Linked DNA regions of Mus musculus: region 1 is linked to region 2. Evidence: chromatin contacts called from public HiChIP or PLAC-seq data. All regions are on one chromosome and are shown on one strand. Each heading gives the region's core, a stretch centred on a gene start, on an enhancer-like site or on the middle of the called end of the contact. The rest is flanking DNA. Distances are from core to core; before and after follow the strand shown. Region 1 overlaps Map7 (microtubule-associated protein 7). Region 2 overlaps Map3k5 (mitogen-activated protein kinase kinase kinase 5).

Region 1 (4,298 bases), core at 1,173-3,672, 260 kb before region 2:
TGTCAGCTGCGAGAGCAGACCTGACAGCTGTACCTTCTCTGTGCTATGGATCTGTGTGTGTGTGGCTCTACATACATCCTCCAAGCAGTCAGAGAACAGAAGGGGCCACTTAAAATGTATGCAACTACTTGAAGTAGGTATAACTTTTCCCCCTTTAAACATTTTCTTATCTGTGTTGATATGTTGCTTTTCAGAAGAAAATTGGATTTTAAAAATAGTCTGGGGATGTAGCTTGGTCGATAGAGTGTTTGCCTGGCAGGGATAAGTCCTAGGTTCCATACCCAACATCAATAGACCAAGGATGGCAAAGGACTGTCACCTTCACACTTCACACTGAAGGGGAGCAGGAGGAACCCGAGCCCAGTGCCTTCTCTGGCTTAGGGCGCTGACAGCCTTTACCTCTCCAGCTCTTCCTTTTCCTTCCTCTCCCGTTCCTCCTTCTCCCTCTGCTCTCTGGCTAGACGCCTCTTCTCAGCCAGCAACCTCGTAGCCTCCTCTGGGTCGGTGGTGCCTGCAGAAGTCTTAGGAACTACACCGACAGTCACAGTGGATGATGGTGCAGGGACTGGGGCCGGGTCCGTAGCTGGAGCAGGGGCTGGGGTTGCAATGGGGGCCGAGGCTGGAGCAGCTGTACAAATAGGTTCAAGGAGAAAAGCAAGTGGGACAAAAACCCAAGGAACAAAACAGAAACTGGCATTCCCCACGCCCCAGGCCTGGGATTCATCACTCTTAAAGAGAAGGGAACACGCACCAGTGTGTGTTCTCACGGTTTCACCATATTCTGTCTATCTGTAGCCAAGCAACCAATAACAAAACTGCATGAGTAACTGAGACGTCCACCACAGCTCACACTCTGTCACCAAGTCTTATTTTCACAGCAGTTAAATCGGCAGCATCTACCAAGTGTGCATCAAGGGCTTGTGGCAGGGTCTGTGGGAAGCCCTATTCCGAGCAGAATGAAGGCGAGGTTCTCCATTTGCTTTTTATTATAAGCATCTCTGTGCTTTAGTGACTTAGTACAGCATCAAAGCCTTTTTTAATGGGCATCGTTAGCACCCAGGTCACACCCAGGACTCTGGCTGGGCAGGTGGCATTCAACGGAGAGGCTCTTTTTATTTATTTTGGTTAAGGTTTAAAATAGCCCCACCTTCCCTTTTTGGACACAGGATTTTTGTGTAGTTAGGGCTTGTTCAGAGCCAGTCCATGATCTTCCTGCTCCAACTGCCTGACTTGGGATCACAGGTGTGCGCCATTATAACTGTGCTAAGTGTCCTCTCTTCTCACAGGTGCGGTGGCACACACTTGTAATCTCAGCACTTGGGAGACAGCCTGAGATACACGGTGAGACTGTGTCTCAAAAGATTCTACCCAGAGCTGTCTTGAGACCCTAGACACAAGGAAGCAATAGCCTTGTCAGGGACAGGCACGCTAGCTGCCACACATCTGTCCCTAAGATTGCTTTGGGAAAACATTCTTCAACTGTGTTTAGAGATTTAGGACGACTGAAAATGGTCCTTGAGAGGTCTCGTCGTGACTGTGCATGACGGGTGGCACTGGAGACGTCATTCCCAGACCCTCCTTTTCAAGATTACAGTCTGACTCAGTCCACAGCTTTCTCTGCCTCTCTCCTTTTCCTTTGGGATTGAACCTAAAACCTCATGCATGCTGAGCAAGTGCCCTAACACAGAGCAGTCTCACCAAGTTGCTCATCTCGAGCCTTGAACTTGAGATCTGTGTGCTGCAGCCTCCATCATAGCTAGGATTACCAGCAAGAACGACAGGCTTAGCCCAGTCTTTCCTAGCATTTTGCTGGTTTGGGTCCTTCTCTCCCTCTGGAGTGAAGCCGACACTGGGCTCTTCCTCCATCCCAATACTGTAACTCGCCCTTGGTTCCCACCCTCAGACCTCAAATTGAAAATAATTTTCAGCAAGAAAATATTGAATTCCTAGTTCTCGGTGACTCCAAACAACACTGACTGATCTCACAGAAGACAACTGCTAGGTCTTCCGATCTCTGTGTAACACTACGCTAAACCAGTGGTCCTCAAATCCAGTGTGAAAGTGCTTTCATCCCTGAGCACAGAGTCTGATCCAGTAGATCTGAGGTAAGGCCAGGGATTTGTAGTTTGAAAAATTCTGGAGGTATCAGTTTAATATTTTTAGAAATCCTTTGAAAATCTTCTCAAAAATACAGGTTAGGCTGGGGAAGCAGCTTGGAGTGCTTGCCTGGCATGCTCAGAGCCCAAGTAGTCTAATGTCAAGGCGCCATCAAACCAGGCCTGATGACCTGGGATCCGAGCAACTGGGGAGGAGGAAACAAAAGGGATAAGAAGTTCAAGGTCACCCTTGGCCACACAGTGCAGTGCACTCACAGTACAGAGTGGTGAGGGAAGAGAGAAAGAGAAGAGAGAAGGAGGGGCGGAGGGAGGGAGAGAGAGAAAGAGGAGAGAGAGGAGAGAGGAGAGAGGGGAAAGGGGAGGAGAAAAGAAAGAGTGAGAATATGAATTTCCAATACCCAGGAGTGAAAAAGGAGTTAAATAAAACCATTCATGAACAGGGCGAGCACAGAGAACACCGGCCCACATCCCAGCACCAGCTGGTCCATTCTTACCAGGCTCAGGTGGCTTCACGGGTGTCCCCTCTTCGACTGTGACCTCCTCTACCTTCACTAATGGCACCCTGCTCTTTACTGCGGGTAAAGGGTCTTTCTTCTCAGGCTCCACTTTCACTTCTCTCTTGACAGGCCGGATGTTGCCAGGAGAGGAGGAGGGGGCCTGAGCGGAAGCAGCTCTGACTGAGCCGGGAGGCAAGGAGGATGCAGGCCGGGGAGTACCAGGCAGATGAGGCATGGACTTGGATGGGAGCCTGGGCCAAAGAAGACAAAGACAATGAGTAGGTCAGGATCATCTTACCAGACCCCAGAACACCCACACATGTAAAACCAAGCAGACGTTCTGATAGGAGGATTTTCTGTTTGTGATAAATGTGGAAAAGGAGTGGCTAGTGAGACTCAGCTCAACGATCCTTTCTCCTTTTGCTAAAAGACAGCTTGCGGTCCCCAAAGTCAAAGGCAAGCAGTGAGGACAGAAGCTAATTCTCCATGGTGGGCCTTCCCATGCACCTCCGCCACACTCACCAAAGGCGGGCTGGAGCCGGTGACCTCGCTTTGAGATTAGATGGAGACAGAGTCCTGCGGGCGCCCGGGGAAACGTGGAAGGGAACGTGTTCTCTTTCTCGCTCTCTTTTATGGCTCTGGTTCAGAGAAACTCAGTAATTAGAATTTTCATATTAACGATATCCAACGACAAACTACAGACCACTTAGTGTTTTTAAGAATTTAAGACAACTTCTAAACTACGTCATATATCCACGCCACTGCAGGACAAGGCGCCTGTCTGCTAACAATCGAACAGTACATAACTGAGCCAACACAGATGGCAGGATAAAGAAGATCTGAGAGATGGTTGGAAGGGAGTAAAGGAAAGGGGGAAATGATGTAATTATAATCTCAAAAAAAATAAACAAACAACAAAAAAGTATAAACTTTTAAAAAGCACCTTTGCTTTCTGTCTAACATTACCTGGAATTACTTTACCTTATCTCTACAGATGTTCCTTTTGTTTTAAATTTTGTCATTTTTCTTTTTGCCATACTGAGGATTAAACCTCAGGCGTCATACTGGGCAAGTGCCCTACTACTGAGCCACACTACTTTTAAGCACATGTTCTACTTTTCTATTCTTTAGCAGTTCTCTTCTGTTTTGGAATATACCATCGCTCCATCATTTACTCACATGTCTGGTATTTCAGATACACGGTCACCTTTTATGTGACTTTTGTAGATAAGTCCTTACATAAGGGTCCCCTTACTCTACAAGGAAAGTGGGGCTCAGGTGAGGAAGTGTAGGTCGTGTGTTCCTAGAAAGAGCTCCAACAGTGAGCGGAGACACCAGCCCTCCATGATGACTGCCTAGCGCTCAGCCAGAGATCTGGCCAAACGTAGGAAGAGAAGACCAGAGATGTGTTCCAAGGTTCTGAAGTCAAAAGGCAAGAGTGGGGAGAAAACAGAAGGGAGCAAGAGGAAGCTCCGTGTTTGAAGAATCTCAGGCTGAGGAAGGGAGGGAGGAGGAGATACGGGGTGAGAAGAGAGGACCGAGGAGGATGCTAGCCGGGGACCTCTGGCTAATCCAGTACAAGGAACCAGGGACAGGTAGATGTCACCCAGCCAGGCTGCCAGTGAACAATCACAGTGCTCCCGCTCCTTCTCTACTGAGTTCCTCAAACTGCTTCTCCCACCTT
Region 2 (4,459 bases), core at 986-3,485:
TCAATCCCTCTCCTAACAGGTAATTATTCTCAATTCCCAAGCACACTTCTACCCATCCCTAATGCAAACATTTGATGCATAGTCATGCACATTATATTTTAGATAGCTGCTACGATGCCTTAAACATATACTATGATTTCACATATGACCATAAAATATACCGATGTACATCTGTAGCATTCTAGTTGACCCACCTTAAGAGCTCTATAGTAGTCCATTAAATAACTACCACAAGGTATTTAGTCATTCCCCTAGTAGGTATTTACTCTTTCCTTTGCAGAGAAGGAGAATTATAAACTACGTTACATAGAACTCCTTGATGGTATTTCCTTACTTGTGTGAGCCATGTTTTCTACGATACATATCCAGGGTCAAAACTGTCCCATCTCAGGATGTTATTAGTCATTGCCAAACTGCTCTTTTAGAAGTTGTGCCAATGTATCTCGCTGCCGCCGGGAGAATGTCCTGGTTACCCTCCTGGTTACCACAGCGCTGCCTGGATTACAAGTGGGTTTCTGGGTTTCAGTTTTGGTTTTGGTTTTGGTGCAGGGCTGCAGAGGCAGCTCTTGGTAACTGGTCCACACCCCAGGCATCTATGAGAGCCTTTAGCATCTAACCATCTTATGCTGCTCATCAGTGTTTGTTTATTTCTTCATTCTACTCTGTTGTACAAGCAGATCCAATGTGGGTAGGAGGTGTCCTCAGATGAAGGGAAGGAGAAAGACAAGAAGCACAGGGGCTACGGGTTTTATCTTAATAGAATTGCTGGTGATGAAAGAAATGGTTGTTGGGACCCAGAGAAACAATATCCCAGAGTAACATGCTATGTTGGGCACTCTGAACTAAAAGGTAGTCTCAGAACCAAGGTCTCTCTGACCTTAGTGTGTGTGTGTGTGTGTGTGTGTGTATGTATGTGTGTGCGCACGCGCACTTCTGTGTCTGTCTCTCTATGTCTCTGTTTCTGTCCCTGTGTCTGTCTGTCTGTCTCTCCCTCTCTGGAGTGCACTCCCACCTCCACCTCTCCCCACCCCACCCCCAATGTCCTTATCTATTTAAAAAGCCAGCTCCTCTAGAAGATCAATGAGCAGTAAGAAAGTCTAGAATTGAAACCACATGGCACATTCGGAGCCCAGGTGAATGTCTGTTCTTAGGCCTATTTATCACCCCTAAACGTATGTGTCATTCAATGCCCTGGATGCAGCTCAGTGACAGAGTACTTGGGCGCAACATCATGCCCTGGGGTGAATATCCTGCACAGAAAACCAAAACACTGATAACCATCCCAGGCAGAGGAGAGGCTTGGAGGTTAAAGGGCTTGCCATCTAAGTTTGAGGACCTCAGGTCAGATCCCCAGAAACCTACATGTGTGCCGGGTGAGCACAGCCCACCTGTGATTGCTGTTTCTAAGTAGCAAGACCAATGTTGCTAACAAGCTTTGGGTTTCACTGAGATATCCTACCTCAATGAAAAAATGTATACATCAACCCTGGGCTTCTATATGCACACTGAACCTATGTGCAAGCATCCATATACATGTTCACAATGTAAAGATATGCATATACACCCAAGCATCTCTCTCTCTCCCTCTCTCTCTGTCTCTATCTCTCTCTCTCTGTCTCTCTCTCTCTGTCTCTCTCTCTCTCTCACACACACACATACACACACACACATACATACATACATACACACACACACACACACACACACACACACACACACACACACACACACACACACACATGGAAAAAAACCCATCCACTCCTCCTCTAAAACTAAACATGCCCCTACTCCCTTCTCCCATGAAGAAAATATTTATGTTTTAACTCTGGGCCCTTCTTTGATTTTACATTCTGTGTGATCCTGGGTGCTTGCACATTATTAAATATGTATGCCTCTTCCTACAATCTGTTGTCTGCCTCCTTCTGTTTTGGGAGACTCAGTTATCATGCTGTTGGAGATGAGGAGGGACTTCTTTTTGAGGCGTGCATCTGCTCCACAGCCAGGGAGCCTGTGGGGTCCAGACGTCTGCTCCACACACTGAGTGATCCCTGACCATTTTAAATGCAGGAAATAAGTCAGAACTCTCAGCAGAAGAGTCTTGTCCGTAAGTACTAATAGATACTTGAAGTTCACATGCTATTTAAAGAAAATTGTGAAAATGTCGTTACCATCCCAGAGAAAGTCAACTTCCCTTTCTCAAAGCAAAAACTTTTTTCTTAAACATAGCTTATTTCTCCTGGGTATAATAACCACACTGAAGGGCAGGCCCTGTGCTCAGCAGTAGACAGCACAAAATGGACGCAATGTTATTTGTGTACACTTTGTGTCTCATAGAGGTGGTTTTGGACTTTTTTTTCTCATTGGACTTTTGCTTGAACATTGTGGATTCTGATTTTGTGCTTTTATGGGCTTGTTTTTTGCATGCTTGTTCTATGTGTATGTGTTTCTGTTTGCTTTGTTTGCCTGTTTTCTACAGTGAGAAGGAAAGGGTGTGGAGGCGGGTGAGTGGGGAGGTAGGGAGGAGACAGAAGGACTGGGGAGGTGGAAACAGTGATCAGGTATACCGTATGAAAACACTATACAATACAAATATAAATAATTATAAAATTTTACGCAAATACATGACATGATTAGATTCTAATTATCCTTTTAAATAACTCAGCCATTGATCTTAAAGAATTTTTACAGGTTTTTAAAATTGGGTTTTGAGGAGCCTACATCTTTAAAAGTCTTTCTCCTATGATCTGTTTTTGAGAATTCACTGCTGCATTGGCATCGCCACTTCTAACCCAGGAGCAAATGCAACTGAAGCGGGTTCAGCTGCACTCTCCTTGGTGTCCAAGGCTGGTCCATGTCTAAGCAGAGCCAGGGAGAGAGCCAGGGAGGGGGGACCAGCTCTTTGTGGTTTCTCTTCCTCTTCCCTGATGCACTGTTTAAATGGCTGCTTTTGTCCCCTGCAGCTCTCCTTTCTGTCGAAGTCACACTTACTGCAAACTAGAAACAAAGTTAAGCTGCCAGCGGCCCCTGCACAAGGACAGCTTTTCTCAGTAGCACAGAGCTCAGGAAACTGAGGCTACAGAAATTGCTCTGTATTATTTCCACCCTTTGCAACTGAACGACCTGACTAGAAACAGTCTGAATAAGAAATCTGGGTTGTAGCTGAGCAGTGGTAGTGCATGCCTTTAATCCCAGCACTTGGGAGGCAGAGGCAGTGGATTTCTGAGTTTGAGGCCAGCCTGGTCTACAGATTTCTGAGTTTGAGGCCAGCCTGGTCTACAGAGTGAGTTCCAGGACAGCCAGGGCTACACAGAGAAACCCTGTCTCAAAGAAAAAAAAAAAAAAAGAAAGAAAAAGAAAAAGAAATCTGGGTTATGCTGACTATAGTTCATGCCCCAGAGCCTATAAAAAACAAACAAACAAAAAAGCCAGGTAAGATGGTATACCATCTCAGCACTTAGAAATAAAATGGACATAGGCTAATTCCTGGAGCCTCCCCCCCCCCCCCTCTCTCTCTCTCTCTCTCTCTCTGGTAGAGAATTCCCTGAGGGCATCCTCTGTCCTCCACGGTAATCACTGCCATCTGATACTTGTCAAAGATGTCAAAAACACACTGAAGAAAAGCCTACAGCTTAATAAATGGTGCTGCAGAAAGCAGACGTCCACAGGTAGAAAAATGAAATTCAGCTCATAATCTATCACACTTCAAAAGAAAAAAAAATCAATTCCAATCAACCAAAGAGCTCAATTTAAACACAAAAGGAGTTTGAGTCCAAGACAAACGAAGACCAAGAATGAATGAAGCTGCCTGACTCTTTCACCAAGGGCGGACGGAGCAGAACTAGAGAAGCACAGGTATAGATTAGCCTGCAGGAAGACAAAGCCAACTTGAAAGAAAACTGAGAGAGGTTTCCCAAAGGGCTGGGGATGGGGGGGGGGGGGGGGGGAGCAGAGCTAGAGTAGGAGTGGATGTCCTAGGGCTGAGCTGGGCTATGGCTCTCACATGCAGAACAATGGTCGTCTGGCAGGAAGTTAAATATGTTTGCTTAATGAAGCTGCAGGCCATCCAGGCCACGCGAGTGCTGTAGTGCTCAGATAAAGGCAAGATGGTGTTAAGATTTTTGCATGGAGTTTTGGCTGGAGGCCTTGACAGAGCTGTTAAGCCATGCTCTGGCTTCTAAGGCCCTACCCCAAGGCTGACTTTGATTTGGAAACTGGAAGACTGAGATGATTCTCAAAAGTCCTCATGAAGCTCAAAGCCGGTTTCCCGGAGGAAATGGGTGATCTCAGACACCACACTGGCTTTTACATACCCTATTAATGGAGGAAAATGATATTATAGTAGTTTGGATTTTACAGAAAAAAAAAAAAATAGTTTCTTTTGCCTTCTACCGTCTTGGCTGAAATTATGCCCAGTTTTCTGGGGATCTGCAGCGAGAACCTCTACTGAAAGCATTCTCAA

What was found. HiChIP or PLAC-seq counts read pairs in DNA pulled down with a chosen protein or histone mark.
Region 1: an H3K27ac HiChIP or PLAC-seq map of microglia shows a contact between it and region 2, with 4 times the contacts expected there. The contact joins two enhancer-like sites. A contact is called at or near these places in 1 of 115 datasets of contacts at active chromatin or transcription factors (microglia) and 1 of 9 other capture datasets (liver).

What each region holds. Positions count from the first base shown.
Region 1 is chr10:20,265,690-20,269,987 of GRCm38.p6, reverse strand. Map7 (microtubule-associated protein 7) reads right to left here. Exons shown (of 18, transcript NM_001358787.1): 9 at 3,137-3,252; 10 at 2,612-2,865; 11 at 400-628. Among named protein-coding and RNA genes, the nearest start is that of Gm48249, 19 kb to the left of the region's middle. Within about 2 kb of position 2,422, at least 48 of the 459 cell types and tissues checked have an H3K27ac peak or open chromatin away from gene starts, as enhancers often do. A contact at or near this core is called in microglia, where this site is marked.
Region 2 is chr10:20,001,712-20,006,170 of GRCm38.p6, reverse strand. The region is part of intron 2 of Map3k5 (mitogen-activated protein kinase kinase kinase 5); the gene reads right to left. Among named protein-coding and RNA genes, the nearest start is that of Map3k5, 69 kb to the right of the region's middle. Within about 2 kb of position 2,235, at least 45 of the 459 cell types and tissues checked have an H3K27ac peak or open chromatin away from gene starts, as enhancers often do. A contact at or near this core is called in microglia, where this site is marked.